Regions from separate parts of the Mus musculus genome. Here all the other regions are linked to region 2. The links are chromatin contacts, called in public ChIA-PET, capture Hi-C and promoter capture Hi-C maps. All regions are on one chromosome and are shown on one strand. Each heading gives the region's core, a stretch centred on a gene start, on an enhancer-like site or on the middle of the called end of the contact. The rest is flanking DNA. Distances are from core to core; before and after follow the strand shown. Region 1 holds the start of Napepld (N-acyl phosphatidylethanolamine phospholipase D). Region 2 holds the start of Fgl2 (fibrinogen-like protein 2). Region 3 holds the start of Armc10 (armadillo repeat containing 10). Region 4 holds the start of Ptpn12 (protein tyrosine phosphatase, non-receptor type 12).

Region 1 (2,700 bases), core at 97-2,596, 330 kb after region 2:
TGGACACTTGCTATATAATTCGTGAAGGGATGAAGCCTGTAAAAATATTAACAAAATAAAATCTTTGAAAATTATGACTGTATTTCCAATTGACTTACACCCATTTCAAACCCTCGATTCCTCTTAGATTCTGATTTTAAATGCACATTTTTGCCCTAAATCTTTAACAGAGCTAACATTTCCTTACAACAAAAATCAAACTATTTTTTTTAATTAGACTGTTGTAAGATACAAGTAATCACCCTTTTAAAGATTATGTAACTTCTTTCTAAATCATGTTGTTACCACTAACTTCTACCCAATGTGACAAAACAGAACTGTTATACGTCCATCTGTTAATAAAGATGAAAATTATTTCTTAATTTAAGAGAAGTGTGTTGCAAAAGTGGCTTTCTGACTTCATGCTAAGCCAAAACCACCCATGCAAGTCACAGCATAACAACGTATAAACAGCCTACAGTAAGGGCAAAGCAAGAATCCCAGACTTTTTTTTTTTTATGTTGTTGACTTTTCTCAATCCCTTAATGTTTTCTGGGTCTGACTGTTAGTACACATTATCCAGGTTCCACTGGAGACCTTGAACGCATATTCACAACAACCGGGTTCATACCGCGCTCCTTGGGAAGAGGAGTCCATATGAACCGCCATCAAGAATAGCCGATCTAATGAGCAAACACAGTACAAAAGAAAGAAAAGGAAAAAGAAAAGAAAGAAAAAGGTCTATTGCCATCCTTCTCTAATCCCGCCTCGTACTTTTATTCATTCTGTGGTTAAATAAGTTACTCTTACTTTAAGAAAAACGGCAATAATGCTTTGGGGATGGATTTTTTTAGGACATAAATACTACACCGAAGCTGAAATAAGTTGCTCTGAGCAAGTTGTGGACCCCATTCATTTACATACAACCAAATGAAGATACACCCACTTGTATTCCTATCGTGGAGCTGTAACCAGGGAGTCTGCAGCAGGAAGGGTAGATCTTAAATCCCAAATACAGCTACTTCCCTCTGGGCGCCTAAAAACGCGGTGGCTCTTCACGTAAGCGGATCCAGAGATGCAAGCTCCGCAACTCCAGAGGTGCGGTAATTCAAAAGAAGCCTGCCACTCACAAGTGCATCTCCAGGAGGAGGCAGGGCTTGGGTGCTAGAAACCTACTCGAAACCCGCTGCACTTCACCGAGGTATCCGAACAGCCCCAGAAAGGCTGTTCCACGCAGATATCGAGACTAAGGAGCAAACCAACGAAAAGGAACCGCGGTCGCCGAACCGCCTCCCGCGAAGATCCAGGCTAACAGCAGGGAGGCTCACCCGCAGGCGCTCAGGTTCCCGGGAAGGCGGCGCGCTGTATGTGGGCGGGGCCATGCCGGTGGGCGGCGCTGGAAGGCGGGGGGCGGAGTTGGTTAGAGGGCGGGATGAAGCGAGGCTGCTGGACGGAGCGGAAGCTCGAGGGGCGGAGCCATCTTGCGAGGGTGGAGCGAAGGGGCGGGCTCACCTTGCGCGGAGCGCAGGCAGGCGCGCGCTGCGTCGCGTCTCCTCGCCTGAGGGCCTCGGCTCTGCGGGCCCAGCCGCTCTACGCCCTCCTCCCGCGTCTCTCCTCCCTCGGCCCGGCCACCCCAGCTCCGCTGAGGACACCAACAGCTGCACGCAGCGCCTCAGCACGCGCCGCCTCCCCATCTTTGGTGGCGGTCGTCTCTGACCATGCGGTCCCAGGCTGCAGCCGGGTCATACCGGGAGCCACCCCCTGCCTGGCCTTTACCAAGATGGCTGCCCCGGAGGACAGAGGCGCAGAGGCCTCGAGGCCATCTTGGTAAAGTCCGCGCAGCGAGCAGAACTGATACCGCAAAGCTCTCTGACCAGTTTGGCTCCCAGCCTTCCAGGTCACGTGAGCTCATTCCTTGACAGTTGCTAAACCCAGAAGAATCTGGTTGCCCAATGTGCCTGTCGTGGCCCACTATGTACAACAGCACTGACAGTCTTGACTAAAGAGCTCGGTTACAGACACTGATTATATATAGTGAGTACTGAGTATAAATGGCTCCACTACCTTGTGTACTCAGTTACATTTTAAATTATGTCAGCCTTCGGCATATAATGTTCTAAATGTCTGGCTTTTTGAAATCTCAGGATAAGATCAAAACATAAAATTACAATTCTGAAATTCTTAACTGGTTGAAATTATTTCAAGAGATAACTTGCAAAGTCATACAGAATTCAATGGTAAATAGATAGGCTGACAGTTTAAATACTCTTGAAGGTCTTTGTGAGATATATTCATAGACCAGAACTAAATAGATTGTGTCTGAGATTGTGTTAGCAAAAAGAAAAGAAAGACCAGGCATTAGTACAGATACGCTAGGAATATGCAAACCAAACTATAATGCATTTAGAAAGTGACTATAGCTATCTAATACTGCAGGACACTATCGATGTATACTTGATTTCCTCAGGGTAGTTTGCAGTTGTAACTGATTGTTTTCCTTTTGCTAGTTTTAAGTGTAAAACTAGCAAAAGTTTAAAGTTTATTCCTGATAGCTCTTTTGCGCCTGGGTGGGGCTGAATAATTCTCGACATGCATTAGCAAATTTTAAAAAAGAAGGGAAGACACACTTCAAATTCAACCCCAAAGGACAGACTGCTATTACTGCTTCGATTCCTAGCATCCTTGCTAGGGAACTTTAAACATGTCATTTCTTGCCCTTAT
Region 2 (2,700 bases), core at 84-2,583:
TGAGAGAGGATAAGGAGGGCAGGGTGAAATGGGGTCTAACATCGGTTTGGATATCATGGGATGGAATGAGAAGGGAAAGTAGGAGCCCGAGAGTGCGGTAAGACAAGGCATAAGGCGTGTCTGACAAATTCTTCATACACACATTTCCCCTTTGCACATTCAGTCTGTATAGGTTATTTCTATAGGAGAAAAAAAATATTCAAATTCCTTGTGCACTGGTAACAGGCATGAAGGCTCAGCAAAGCCAATACGTGTTATGTCCAGTTGGAGACAGTGCCAGGGCCAACATTCCAGACTTCTCAGATAGAAAGTGCGCCTGCCTGCCCTGCTCTGAGAATTTGAAGAGAGTAGTTCAGTTAGAATTAAGAGGCAGTAGAGAAAAGTCTTGGGAAATCTGGTTAGAGATATAAATATGAGAACTGGACATGGTGGTACACACCTGTGATCTCTGTGTTTAGGAGGGAGAGGCAGAGAGATCAGGAGTTCAAGGCCAGCCTGAGCTACTTGAGACCCAGTCTAAATAAATAAGAGATAGATTACAGAGTGCCTTTAACTAGTACAGAGAAAGAATTTGGGTTTATCTGTGTCAGTTACGCTGAAATAATTTTTAAGTAATAAAATCCCTTTTAATAAGAAACCTTATGAGGTCAGTATGCACAATGAACTTAAGAGAGACCCCCAGCTCCTGAGCTGAGTGATGGGGAAGGACAGCCACTGCCTGTGATGTGTGAGTGACGTGCTTCCAAGTGTTTTAACCACTGACGATTACATAGCCTGCACAGTCAGGAGAAAACAGCCGTATTCTCTGCCAGTTCTCTTCCCTTTTACAAACAGATGAGAGACACACACAGAGAATCCATTTAAAGAGCGGACCTTTGTTCTGATTAGGGGCAATTTTAAGTACTTAAGAGTTCACACAAAGTCTAGCCTTCAAAAAGAAAACAGGTTCCCAAACTAGGGAGGAAACAGAATCATTTCCATTTTGGTGACATTTAGTGGGAAGAAGCTCACAGACATTTAGACGTTCCAACTCTTTCCCCACTAGTGGACCAAGTATATAATATGGTATCTTTTGGGCACTGGTATTACAACTGTTTTTTAAACAAAAGACTTTCCTTGTGCTTTACTAAAAACCCAGACGGTGAATCTTGAATACAATGCGTGGCACCCACGGCAGGCATTCTATTGTGCATAGTTTTGACTGACAGGAGATGACAGCATTTGGCTGGCTGCGCTTGCTGAGGACCCTCTCCTCCTGTGTGGCGTCTGAGACTGTGATGCAAATGCGCCCGCCCTTTTCTGGGAACTCAGAACGCCTGAGTCAGGCGGCGGTGGCTATTAAAGCGCCTGGTCAGGCTGGGCTGCCGCACTGCAAGGATGAGGCTTCCTGGTTGGTTGTGGCTGAGTTCTGCCGTCCTCGCTGCCTGCCGAGCGGTGGAGGAGCACAACCTGACTGAGGGGCTGGAGGATGCCAGCGCCCAGGCTGCCTGCCCCGCGAGGCTGGAGGGCAGCGGGAGGTGCGAGGGGAGCCAGTGCCCCTTCCAGCTCACCCTGCCCACGCTGACCATCCAGCTCCCGCGGCAGCTTGGCAGCATGGAGGAGGTGCTCAAAGAAGTGCGGACCCTCAAGGAAGCAGTGGACAGTCTGAAGAAATCCTGCCAGGACTGTAAGTTGCAGGCTGACGACCATCGAGATCCCGGCGGGAATGGAGGGAATGGAGCAGAGACAGCCGAGGACAGTAGAGTCCAGGAACTGGAGAGTCAGGTGAACAAGCTGTCCTCAGAGCTGAAGAATGCAAAGGACCAGATCCAGGGGCTGCAGGGGCGCCTGGAGACGCTCCATCTGGTAAATATGAACAACATTGAGAACTACGTGGACAACAAAGTGGCAAATCTAACCGTTGTGGTCAACAGTTTGGATGGCAAGTGTTCCAAGTGTCCCAGCCAAGAACACATGCAGTCACAGCCGGGTAGGTGTAATGAGGGTCATACAGTTTGTTCATGAAAGCTGTATAGCCAGATAGTGGCCATAAACATTAACCCGAGGGAGCATAAGTTAGTCAGACTTTCACCTGTTAAGTTATGGCAGGAGAAACAAGTGTTTTCTCAAATGAGACAACAGAAATGGTAAATGATCCACGTACAAAAATCCTATTAGTTGTACTCGTTAGAGACCGTCACTTGCAAGTCTCTAGACCTTCCCTGCTAGGTCGACCAACAGACGAGCAGAAACAGATTCCTCCCGGAATCTGAACACATATTTGAACACAGGACAGGTATGGCAAGGTTCCTGGCTCTGCTTGCTTAGGTCCCTGGGAATCAGATCTTGGGTGGCTGATGGGCTTTATAAGGCTTTCACAAACAATCTGCTGTGCTAGGTTCTCAAATATCTAGTGAGAATGGGAGATTTTTATACATGGAAGCATCTCTCCTCTCTCTCTCCTCTCTCCTCTCTCTTCTCTCTCTCTCTCTCTCTCTCTCTCTCTCTCTCTCTCTCTCTCTCTCTCTCTCCTCCCTCCCTCCCTCTCTCTCTCTTTGTGTGTGTGTGTGGTGGGGATGAGGACACGTGTAGAACTTCGGGGGTTGAGACTTAGTGCATATGCATCCTCACCATTCCAGTTAGTGAATGTTAACACTATTTAAGGTCACAGACCTAACAGCCTTCTGTGTCCGGATTCCTGGATTCCTAGGACCTTTGTGG
Region 3 (2,700 bases), core at 93-2,592, 270 kb after region 2:
GGGCTTGTAAGGGACTGGGAGGGGAGGAGAGGGGTGGGCTGCAATCGGGAAGTAAGTGAATAAAGAAATTAAGAAAGAAAAAGAAAAGGGGTAGTAGTTTCTTGGCAACATTTAGAAATGTAACCTTGAAAGTCACAAGAAAAAATACTGATGTCAGCATTGTGAAGACAACACTTAAGGTCGACTCTCCCTTCAGAAGCCCGCAATTGTCTGACCAGGTGTGTTCTACTCTCTCTACTGGAGCACCTTTGTTCCTGCGTTTAATGAAGCCAGCTTTGCTTCATACAAGTTGGCCCCGAAATTCATTTCTTTGTTGAAACCAAGACCTCAGGTTTTGCTTGGTGGCGATCTCTAAAAAGGTGTGTTGTGAAGCTGTGTGTAGAGGCAGGTGACTCTTCTTCCCTCCTGCTAACAACGAGGCGGGGCGAAGCCTACACCCAGAACCCCTCAAGTCTTTTGTCTTCAAGTGGCTCACCACTCACTTCTTGCTCAAGACGCTCTTCCATAATAGAATTTAGTAGTTGACACTTGGAGATTCCAACCCAGGCCCTGTGCTCTTTGCGCCCCCTGCAGATTGTCACTTTCCCCCGTCCCCTTCCTTTGTCATCCCCACCTGGGCTTGGTTTTAGCCACCGGCACCCTTCGGTCTTCTCTAACCTACCCTTCTCTCTCTAGTTACCCTAAATTGACTTCAAGCTTCCCCATCCTGCTCCTTCTTAGCTCCAGTTCCGGGAATCTCCTTGCCTCTCCCAGTTTTTCCCCGCGCCCACTGTGTGAGAGGCTATGTGGCTGCAGTACCTCACAGATTTGAGGAATGTACTTGTCCCTGAAGTAGCTCCTTAGCCTGGGGGTGGCACTGCGTAGTGAAGCCATGGTCAGAAGCAGGACTCAGAATGCGTTTCATAGGTTACTGCTGTTCACGTTGAGGAGGAGAGACGCGCCGGAGCGTTGCCTAGCAACCACAAAGGAGGTGCCAAATAGTCCAAGCCTTTCGCGAGATGAAGAAAGAACCTAGCAGGGAGGGGGCGGGGCAACTGGGGCGGGGCGGGGCGATTGCAGAGGGGCGGGGCAGAGAGGGGCGGGGCGAGTGCAGAGAGGCGGGGCAGAGCGGGGAGGGGCGGGGCAGGACAGTACAGGCCGGGGCCGGGTAAAATGAGAGGGCTGGACGGGAGAGTGAGTGTTGGGGCGGAGCTAGGGTCTGTGTTCAACGCGCCGCAGTCCCGGTCTTGGTCCAGGAAAAAGCTGCTTGCACTAGGGGCATCCCGCCTGCCTGGTGAAAGGAACCGCAGCACACAGGGTGGGAGGGCTTCCGATTTTAGCAGGGCGGCTTCCGGAAGGCGGAGCTCCAACCCCATTTCCTTTCTCTGGGCTGGTTCTGGCCCAGCTGCACCTGCGTGTGGCCCTGGCTCCTCGGCTCCCTGCAGCTCCGAGGCAGCAGCATGGGTGGCGCGCGGGACGTGGGCTGGGTGGCAGCAGGGCTGGTCCTGGGCGCCGGCGCCTGCTACTGTATCTACCGGCTGACTCGGGGACCGCGGCGAGGCGGTCGCCGACTGCGCCCTTCGCGATCCGCAGGTGAGGCGATGGGCTGCCCGGCAGGTGGACTGGTTCGGGGCTCCGGACCCACCTCAGGCCAGGCTGGGTTGGAGGTGCCCTAGACACCCGCGACTGCATGGGGAGAAAGGCTGGAGGTAGACAGACGACTCTGGAAGCCCAGGTTGCCTTGGGTGGGTCCTGAGCCGCTTCCCTGCTCCCACTTCTTTGTTTAAAATAAGAGCTGAAAACATTGCCCGAAGTGTCCTGTTACTTCCCTTCGGCTTCACAGCCAAGAGCTGAGGTTTCTCCGAGCCAAGTAGATTGCCTCTCATTTTAAAGTTTTACCTGAGCTTTTGTGTTGTTATCAAAGAGATGCCCCTTACTGTGAGAAGGTTCTCAGGGGCCTCAAGCCTGGGTTGAAACTTTGCTCGTGCTATGTGAAGAATGGATCCCTGAGATGCAATTCTGCCAGCACTTTGTGGCACCTGTCCTGGGAAGTACCTTTAAGTCATCCGTAGCGTCCCTGCAACCGGGGTGTGTGTGTTGGGAATAAGAACCACAACCAACAGGAGACACACCCTTCTAAAAGGATGGCTTAAGTCGTGAAAACTGTTGGAAAAACTATTTGAAATAAAACCTGCCAACCAATACCTGCTTGCCTCAAAGGTAGAGAAATATATTTGTTTTTAAACTGAGGTTGGTGGGAGCTAATTGCCCTTCCCTAGAACAAAAATAAGGCACCTTTAAAGGCAGGTAGAAAACACATCTTTGGGTTGTACAACTAGCATTTACTTTTCAAAATTTGCACTTACTAGAAGGGACCAGGAACAACCATGGATTTATATTCCAGCCTTCCATTTCCTCCAGGAAATGCTGTAAGAAAGGGGAGTGCACAGAACCTTCCCCTTTGGTCACAGAGGAAAGCAGTTTTTGAAAATGAGCATTTGCCCTTACAAAGCCTGATTTGTAGGGTGCTTGTTTGTGTGTGGGTTTTTTGTGGTTTTGTTTGTTTTTTCTCTCTGTCAAATATTTCTATACAAGAATACTTTGGTGGGTTTTTGTTGTTGTTGTTGTTGGTGGTGGTGGTGGTCTTTTGTTTTGCTTTTTTAAGGCAGAAGATCTGATGTGTCCCTGGCCTGGAACTCACTGCATAGCAGAAAATTTGAA
Region 4 (2,700 bases), core at 81-2,580, 320 kb before region 2:
AGCCGCAACCACCGCCTCCAAAGCCGGGAAACAACCCTAGAGGGAACATTGTCCAACAGAAAAATAAAAGGAGCGAGGAGGGGGTAATGTAGGAAGTCAGCTTCTGGTCCCACGCCTTCGGAATTGATACCCTCTCTCCAATTATGCACCTAGAGAAATTTCACATACTAGACTTTTAACCCCCACCTCCACTCACTCAAGCCTGCCTACACAAGCAGAGGGCGGAAAGGGGGGTGGCGGAAAAGGGGGGACGGGAAGGTTATCTCCCAGGGCTTCAGCCCATATAGTCGCCTCCACCCTACCATGACTATTGTTCCCAGCTTCCCCACCCCCACCCCGGATAGGAAGTGATAGTCACATCCCCTCCGGCTTCGGCAATATCCCCTCAAGTCCGGAGTGAGCTTCCTTCAGGATAACCCCCATCCACACTGATATCCCCCTCCCTTTTCGATCTAAAGTCACACTGGCCTCACAGCCACCTCAAACCTGGGTCTCAGGACGAAAAGAAACCTGACCAGATAAATGGAGATCAGGTAAACCATGAGATTCCTTATGGTCAAGCCTCTGGCAAGCGCTGAGCTAATAACTGTGAACCCAGACACGGAGTCGTCCTGCCGTCCACTCGGACCAAGGCCGGCATCCGTACAGGGACCCAGCGAGTTAATGCTCTACACCCTCGCTCTCCGGCAGCCTCGAGCCGCTCCGCTGGCCGCAGCCAGACAGCTCGCCTCGACCCTCCCCGGAGGGGCAGGCGGGGAAGGCAGGCGTGGGAAGGCGAGCCCGCACTCCAGCCGCCGCCGCCCGGCCGGGGAGACAATAGGTAGTCGCGGGCGGCGGGGCCGGAGCGGGCTGGGCCGGGGAGCGCAGGTAGCGGCCGCGGAAAAGAGAGGCTGAGGGGCGGGGGTGACCTCGCCTCCCGCAAGCTCGCCGACGGCGCTCGCGGCTGGGCGCGCGCCCCGCGCCTGTCCTCGCACCGCACACAAAGCGCTGGCAGCCCCGACCGACCGGGAGAGGCGAGGGGAGCTCGGCGGCTGGCGACACGAGGCGCCGGCGAGAACGGACACTCACCATGAAGTCCCGGGCGAAGTTGTCCTCCCCATTGTGATCCGGACTCTTCATGGCCTGGACCCTCTGGATGAACCTCCTCAGGATCTCCACTTGCTCCATCCTCCCGCGTCCCCCCCGCCGCCCGCCCGCGCGCCGCAGCGCCCGCTCCGTCTTCCCCAGCTCGCTCCGGCCCGCCCTCCCTCCCCGCCGCGCCAGGCGGCTGCGGCTGCGGCGGCACCGGCCGGGCTCCCCGCGCAACTTAAAGAGCAGCGTCGCTTTCCCCTACTACGAGGCGAGCCGCGGGCTAGCGCCGGCCCCAACCCCCAGCCTGCCCCATCCTCCTTCCCCGCCCTCCTCAGTCCGAGACGCCGCCGCCTCAGGAACACGGCTCTCAGTTCGCCCTGCCCCCTTCCCGGTTCTGCCTCCCCCCCCACCCCCCACCAGCAGCCGCAGCCGCCTCTCCCCACGGGCGCGCCCCCGCCGCCACCCAGACGCGCGGGCTCGTACGGCGGCCCCGCCCCAGAGCGAAGACCCAGCCGCCCCCGCACGCCCGCCCGGGCCCGCCCCCGCCCGCTCTGAGTGGCTGGAAGCCGCTTCCGGGGCGTGGCCCTCTCCTAGGGCGCTCGCCGCTCGCTGCGGTGAGGCTGGCTTCTGGTGGACGTCCTACGTCTGGAAGCCCGGCCAAGCCCAGTGGGTCAGACAGTAAACTTCAGATGGGGCTTGCGGCCTCCGGGTTTGGCGGGGAGGGAAAGCTGATTCCAAAAGTGCTTCAGCGCTACTGCCGGCCGCGGGCTGGGACTACAAGACCCGCCTGCAGGAGTGCCCGGAGCAGGGTGGGACAGAGGTATGCTGGGAACTGTAGTAGAGCCTTCACCTTCGCTTTACGAATGCCTTGGTGAGGGTCTCCCAAGGCTTTGGCACTTTGGCTAGGAGAAGCCAATAGTTTCCAGAGTGAAAGGGTTTACTCTTCGCAATCTTTCTAATCCCAGTGAGGGAAAGCTCTTAATTCGTAATGCATCTTTCTCATTGCACCTTTTTTTGCCAAGAGGAAGACAATATTGCTTCCTATCTTTAAATTCTCACGGTTTCAGAGTTGAATGGGTGACATTCTTTCGTAGAATAGAATTTGTGACTCTTAGCAGACAGAGAGCGTGCTGATGCAATCTGTCCTTTCATAAATAGAAATGATTTGTCCAAAGTTCACCCCCCCAACATGTTCATGTGGAGTCAGAACTAAAACGCAGGTTCTTTTACTTTGACTCTAACTTTTACTTTTTCTCGAAAGGACGAGAGTTTGTAGTAGTACACAGTTGCACAACTGAGGGATTTGATCCATGGACTGACTTTGGTCACCTACACCCACAAACAAAAAACATGTTTTCACAGAACAGGCTGCCAGGAAATATGCTTAAGATAGGAAATATCAATGCAGGAAACATTTCCTAAACCGATATTTGGCCGCACTGTGAAATTTAATTAAAAAGAAAATCGAAGACAACACATGTGAGTAGCAATATACAGTTACACTTTAAAATAAAATACAGGAAATAATGCATCTGATATGTACCAACTCACTTCTCTCAAAGCATTTCAAGAGATGCTTTCCATACTAAAATAAACTTTTGAAAGGAGTGTCTGTAGTAATTTAACCCA

Evidence for each region. ChIA-PET counts read pairs in DNA pulled down with a chosen protein or histone mark. Capture Hi-C pulls out chosen DNA fragments and counts their contacts.
Region 1: an RNA polymerase II ChIA-PET map of memory CD8 T cells shows a contact between it and region 2, with 19 read pairs. The contact joins the promoter of Napepld here to the promoter of Fgl2 in region 2. A contact is called at or near these places in 1 of 39 promoter capture datasets (the C10 cell line), 1 of 115 datasets of contacts at active chromatin or transcription factors (memory CD8 T cells) and 2 of 9 other capture datasets (macrophages and pancreatic islet).
Region 3: a contact with region 2 is called in a capture Hi-C map of macrophages, with 6 times the contacts expected there. The contact joins the promoter of Armc10 here to the promoter of Fgl2 in region 2. A contact is called at or near these places in 18 of 39 promoter capture datasets (the 3T3-L1 cell line, 3T3-L1-derived adipocytes, the C10 cell line and 12 more), 4 of 115 datasets of contacts at active chromatin or transcription factors (craniofacial prominence, effector CD8 T cells, embryonic stem cells and 1 more) and 3 of 9 other capture datasets (adipose tissue, embryonic stem cells and macrophages).
Region 4: a contact with region 2 is called in a promoter capture Hi-C map of liver. The contact joins the promoter of Ptpn12 here to the promoter of Fgl2 in region 2. A contact is called at or near these places in 1 of 39 promoter capture datasets (embryonic stem cells), 1 of 484 Hi-C or Micro-C datasets (uterus), 5 of 115 datasets of contacts at active chromatin or transcription factors (CD8 T cells, effector CD8 T cells, embryonic stem cells and 2 more) and 2 of 9 other capture datasets (adipose tissue and liver).

What each region holds. Positions count from the first base shown.
Region 1 is chr5:21,700,050-21,702,749 of GRCm38.p6, forward strand. Napepld (N-acyl phosphatidylethanolamine phospholipase D) reads right to left here and starts at 1,347. Exons shown (of 5, transcript NM_178728.6): 1 at 1,156-1,347.
Region 2 is chr5:21,371,340-21,374,039 of GRCm38.p6, forward strand. Fgl2 (fibrinogen-like protein 2) reads left to right here and starts at 1,334. Exons shown (of 2, transcript NM_008013.4): 1 at 1,334-1,969. The coding sequence starts at 1,378. The region is part of intron 2 of Ccdc146 (coiled-coil domain containing 146); the gene reads right to left.
Region 3 is chr5:21,644,664-21,647,363 of GRCm38.p6, forward strand. Armc10 (armadillo repeat containing 10) reads left to right here and starts at 1,343. Exons shown (of 6, transcript NM_026034.5): 1 at 1,343-1,572. The coding sequence starts at 1,440. It overlaps Fbxl13 (F-box and leucine-rich repeat protein 13), which reads right to left and starts at 942. Exons shown (of 21, transcript NM_001199632.1): 1 at 799-942. The coding sequence starts at 873.
Region 4 is chr5:21,054,581-21,057,280 of GRCm38.p6, forward strand. Ptpn12 (protein tyrosine phosphatase, non-receptor type 12) reads right to left here and starts at 1,331. Exons shown (of 18, transcript NM_011203.3): 1 at 1,069-1,331. The coding sequence starts at 1,167. Gm42221 (a long non-coding RNA gene) reads left to right here and starts at 1,487. Exons shown (of 4, transcript XR_880864.3): 1 at 1,487-1,891.